Linked DNA regions of Mus musculus: region 1 is linked to region 2. Evidence: chromatin contacts called from public HiChIP or PLAC-seq data. All regions are on one chromosome and are shown on one strand. The core of a region is the stretch at or near the end of the contact, and the rest is flanking DNA. Distances in the headings are between cores, read along the strand shown.

What was found. HiChIP or PLAC-seq counts read pairs in DNA pulled down with a chosen protein or histone mark.
Region 1: an H3K27ac HiChIP or PLAC-seq map of embryonic stem cells shows a contact between it and region 2, with 2.0 times the contacts expected there. The contact joins the promoter of Col7a1 here to the enhancer-like site in region 2. A contact is called at or near these places in 5 of 39 promoter capture datasets (the 3T3-L1 cell line, liver, pre-B cells and 1 more), 14 of 484 Hi-C or Micro-C datasets (the G1E-ER4 cell line, the HL-1 cell line, the MNK3 cell line and 7 more), 3 of 115 datasets of contacts at active chromatin or transcription factors (all in embryonic stem cells) and 4 of 9 other capture datasets (adipose tissue, embryonic stem cells, liver and 1 more).

The regions. Positions count from the first base shown.
Region 1 is chr9:108,952,204-108,954,903 of GRCm38.p6, forward strand. Col7a1 (collagen, type VII, alpha 1) reads left to right here and starts at 1,383. Exons shown (of 119, transcript NM_007738.4): 1 at 1,383-1,433; 2 at 1,541-1,629; 3 at 2,127-2,307. The coding sequence starts at 1,542.
Region 2 is chr9:108,758,365-108,761,064 of GRCm38.p6, forward strand. No RefSeq gene overlaps it. Among named protein-coding and RNA genes, the nearest start is that of Gm24259, 21 kb to the left of the region's middle. Within about 2 kb of position 1,322, at least 7 of the 459 cell types and tissues checked have an H3K27ac peak or open chromatin away from gene starts, as enhancers often do. A contact at or near this core is called in embryonic stem cells, where this site is marked.

The sequences.
Region 1 (2,700 bases), core at 133-2,632, 190 kb after region 2:
GAGGACCTGTAAAGACACTGTGTCCCGGGATAGTTCTGAAAGTGGGGGTCTTCAGTGACAAGGAGAGCTGGAGCTTTCCTGACAACTGGGAAATTGAAACGGATGGTCCTCTGTGCCCTGAGGTTCGCCCATGCTAGAAAACTAAACACCTGCACCTGTCCCCATCTCCCCACTTAGCCTGTGGATCTGCGGGAGGTTGCAGGGCCAGGCATATTGGAAGCAGCCATGGTGAATGAGGGAATACTTTCTGGTCTGTGCTGAACTGTACAGGACTGACTAGGAAGCAGAGGAAACAGGGCCCAAATGGGGGCTAGTTTTCTTAGGAGTGTCCCTCTATATTGATGACACCCGCCTAGTCACCATGCATGTATAACCAAAGGAAATCATTAGGAAAGAGGGCTTGACCTGTGACTGGCAATGACTGTCCACACGAAAGGATCAAGAGGGGGGTCACATAGGGAGGGGAAAGTTAGATACCTTGAGGCAACAAGGAAAGGAGTGTCATGGTGTGGCCCTGCCCTAGTCAGGGAATTGAGTAGAAGGGGTGGAGGGGATTCTTGCAGGTTCTAATGAAGCCAAGTAGATGGGGAACCTGGCCTGAATCGTGGACAGGCCTTGCCAGTGGGAACGTGGGTATCAGGAGATGGATTCCTGAGAGATGAGCTGTCAGCATGGGTGGTCCATCCCCCCCCCCCCGCATATGGACAACCCTCCCTCTTTGCAGACACAGCTGGATGGCATCTGTCTAGGGTAAAAGACTCAGTAGGGAGTGAGCGGCACTGGGATGAACAAATATGAACACGCATGGCACAAGTTCTTTCTTCCAAAATGGGGAAGTGTTGCTTAGATCCAGCCCAGTGGAATCTTGGGGTCCCTAGGATAGTCCCATAGTCTCCTGTTTGCTGGGGGCTGCTTTGCCTGTCATGAAGGTTAGGGTGCGGCACAGGAGGGCCACCAGACAGAAGCATGGCTGATTCACGTTTGTCAAGACCTATAGCCTGAGGCTTTGTCTGGGCACCCCATGGGGTTAGGGGTGAGTCAGCGCCAGCTGCAGTATGTCCTACCTACCATCAGGCTGCTACCCCTATGGTCTGCTGGAACCTGTCCACATTTCAGAGAGCAGCAATGACTTCATTGGTCACTCTAACTAGAAAGCAGTCAAGACTTGGAACCCTAAGTAAGGTTGGGGTGCTCTTGAAGTGTCTGTCAAAACCCTGAGTGATACTCGAAAGTCTTGGGACCTGACCTTGCCCTTAAGTGCGTCATATCTTAAGTCCAGGAGAAGTGGGGTGGGGGAAGCGACCTCTGGGGAGGTGGGTGGGGGCGGGCCGCCAGGTCCCCGCCTGCTGCTCCGCCTCCTGGGATCAGGGACTTTTCTCCTCAGTGCCGGCAGGACTTGCTGCGGCGCGGGAGCAGGCTGACTCCTCGCACAGGCAAGATCGGGACTTGGGGTGGGGGGTACTCGGTTTCCACCCGCCAAAGGCTTGGGAGACAAGAGACAGAGAGGTTGGGTTCCTGGCTAACTGTTTCTATCACTCAGGATGAGGCTGCGACTCCTGGTCGCTGCGCTCTGCGCTGCAGAGATCCTGATGGGAGCGCCGGAAGTGTGGGCCCAGCCCAGAGATAGAGGTGGGCATCTTTCGGGGCTCAGCACCCTGTCTGTCACCTATGCATCTACTCAAACTTTATCCCTGACACCTTTCCACCGATGAGTCCCCCAAACTCTTCGTGGATTCTTCCTAAACTCCCTGAATTCTACTCTGCATTCCCCAAATTGCCTCCTATCCCATATGGCACACAAATTCTAGCTCCCTGGATGCAGGCTGATCCTCTGTCCTCAGCCACCGGACAACAGTCCCTCCACGCTGATTTCAGCCCCGCAGCTACACCCCTGCTTGCAGGTTATCCTCCCCCAAGGTGCTCCTGCCCTCCCTGAGAAGCTCTGTTCAGAGTCCCACTGCGGTTTCCTCCAACACTGGCAGAAATACGCCTACCTGGGCTCCGTTTGCAGAGGAACATAAAGCCTATTGTCCTTCCAGTCCCCAAGTCCCAGGGGACCTCAGTGCCTAGAGGATGGTGGGTGGCTGTATTCCCTAAAAGGTCATGATCTCTCCTCCCTGCTTCAGTGACCTGCACACGCCTTTATGCTGCTGACATCGTGTTCTTACTCGATGGCTCGTCGTCCATTGGCCGCAGCAACTTTCGAGAAGTGCGAGGATTCCTGGAGGGGCTGGTGCTGCCTTTCTCAGGAGCAGCCAGTGCACAGGGCGTCCGGTTTGCCACAGTGCAGTACAGTGATGATCCACAGTGAGTAGTCGACGTGGGGTCAGGACTGTAGGCCCCAAGACCCCTTAACAGGAAGGAGTCTAGAAATAGGCTTTGGAGAGCCCAGAAAGGCCCTCGCCAACACCTCTTCTGGAGAGAGGTGGGGATAACTTGGAAGAGTGTTCTTGTCCTAAAACACCTCTCAGTCAGTGTCCTGGGGTTGTGGTGGGGTGGGGGTGGGGTGGACAGGATGATTCTGCTTCCTGATCTGCATAGAGAGAGAGAGTCCAGGAGCTCCAGGCGTTGGGCTCCTGGTGGAGTCTGCATGTTTGGGCTCTGCCAGCTCTTCAGCCCTCTGTTCATCAGAAATGCTTTGTCTGGCCAGTGACCACTGTCCTGAAACTGAGCCCTTCCTCCTACAATTATTTAATCAGA
Region 2 (2,700 bases), core at 72-2,571:
TCACAAAGCACAGGCTAGTCTGGAACCTGCTGTGTTACTGAAGATCCCCTTGAACTCTGGGGCCTCGCAGGTTCGCCCCCTCCTCTGTAGTGCTTGGATTACGGCATTAGCCACGAGCCTGTTTCTTGTTAGTGTTCACTGTCGAACTTCACTTTTTTTTTCCTGCTTTATTTGTGTATTTTACGTTTATGAGTGTTTTACTCGCATGTATGTCTGTGTACCACGTGCATGCCTGGTGCTTGTGAAAGTCAGAAGGTATTAGAGTCATGGATGGCTGTCAGCCACCACGGAGGTGCTGGGAATCAAACCTCAGTCCTTTCCCTGAATTTGAGAGGCAGAGGCCGGTGGATCTCTGAGTTCAAGACAAGCCTGGTCTACACTGTAAGTTGCAGGTCAGCCAGGGCTTCATGGTGAGACCCTGTCTTGATAGAACAAAAGAACAAAGTTATTTTTTATTATGCTTTTATGTGTGTGCAGGAGCATACAGATGCCCCTGGATGCCAGAACTGTTGGATCCCCGGGACCTGGAGTTACATGTGGTTGTGAGCCATCTAACATTGGCTGGCGCTGAGAACTGAACTGGGGTTCTCTGGAAAAGCAGTTAGTGCTCCTAACCCCAGAGATATCTCTCCAGCCCACCCAACCTTTTTTTTTTTTTTTTTTTGCTTTGTTTTAAAGGTTTATTTATTTATTTTATGTATGCGAATACACTGTCACTCTCTTCAGACACACCAGAAGAGGGCATCAGATCCCATTACAGATGGTTGTGAGTCACCATGTGGTTGCTGGGAATTGAACACAGGACCTCTGGAAGAAGCGCTCAGTGCTCTTAAGCCCTGAGCCGTCTCTCCAGCCCACATTTTTAAACTTTTATTTTTAACTCTGTGTGTGTGTGTGTGTGCGCGCGCGCGCGCGTGCTCGTGCATGTGCGCGCGCGCGCGCATGAGGATGCAGGTTCCCTCGGAAGCCAGAGGCGCTGGATCCCCTAGGTCAGTGTGAGCCACCTGAAGTGAGTGCTGGGAATCAGACTCAGTCCCTGTGTGAGAGCGGTGTGCTTTTAATCTCTGAGCCATCTCTCCAGTCCCCAAACAATTTTTAAATGATCCATGTGTCTATGTAGCAGAGCTGAGTAGCATCTGACCCACGGGTGAAGGCAGCAAGCGGTGGATAGTATGAAGACAGCAATGTTACATCTTTCCGTCCATGTTCAGCATCCTTTATACATCTGCAGGGCCAAGTGAAGAGTCACTATCGGCAAGAGCAGCCCTCAGCTCTCCTAAGAGTGACCCTGGTAACTGGCAAACGGTCTAAACGGTCTAGCCTTTGCCTTCCAGGGGCCTTTGTGATGCCGAGGGACCGGTGTCTACTCAAGCTTATGGAAGGTCTCTGGGGCTGGTTGATTTGTGGTTTTTGTCTTGTTGGTTAGTTTAGGATTCCTTTTTTCTTAAAACAAAAAGCAAAAACCCACAACATTTATTTTCTTGGGAGTGAGGAAATATCACTTGCCACTGCACTTTAAGATTTACTTTCAATGTAGGCCTTTGGCTGCTTGATTGGGAAGTATGCTGTGTACCACATGGGTGCAATGCCTGATGAGGCCAGGAGAGGGCAGCACATCCATTGGACCTGACATTACAGAGGGTTTTGCGCCACCACATGGGTGCTAGGACTTAACTCTGGACAGCAGGAAGAGAAATCACTGCTTTTAACCACTGAGTCATCTCTTCAGACCCAAAGGCCATTCTTTTGCTAGGCGAGGCTTCAAGTGTCTTGTTAGCCTCAAACTCTGTATGTAACTGTCATTGACTTCAAACTCCTGATTCTCCTGTCTCTACATCTGCCAAGATTTGTGGCCACACCCAACTCAGATTGCAGCGTTGTAAGACAAACAAATACTTGTCTTGGGCTCATTTGGCAAAGGGCTTGCCTAGCATGCACAGAACCCTGGGTTTGCTCTCCAGCACCCCATAAACTATGTTGCTGAGAAATGTTCTTAATACTAGCACCCTAGAGATAGAGATAGGAGGTTAAGTTCTTTCTTAGCTGCAAAAGGAGAGGCTCACAAACATAAATGAAACCATGTCTCAAACAAAAATTAAAAGACCAGGGTCAGAGAGATGGAACGGCTGTTGGGCAAGTTTTCTACCAAGTCTGAACATCAGAGTGAGGTTCCCAGGCCCTGATTGGTGGAAAAGAGAACCAACTCTCGTGAGCTGCCCACTGGCCTCCACACGTGTGCTGTGCCAACATATAGACACATGTGTGTATACACACATATAAAATAAGCCTAATCTAAAACAAATTAAAAAAATTAAATACCGAGGTTGGAAAAATGGCTCTGGCTCTGTTTAAGAGCGCGGGCTCATCTTTCAGGGGACCTGGGTTCAATTCCCAGCACCTGGAAGATGGCTCACAACCATCTGTGACTCCCATTCAAGGGGATCCCACATAGTCTTAAAGTCTGAAGACACCAGGCACATATGGGATTCACAGATATATATACATGTGAACAAAACACTCATGCACATAAACTTAATAAATCAATACGGTTTGAAGAACCATATTGTGATAACTTGTTACAACATAGTTGCTACAACAGAGTGGGGGTTCAAGCAGTCTTCGGCAATGTTCTTGTGGGTGGCAACCATTTTAGAAATGTTTTCTTACTATACATTATAGAAGAATAAATACTCTGAACAT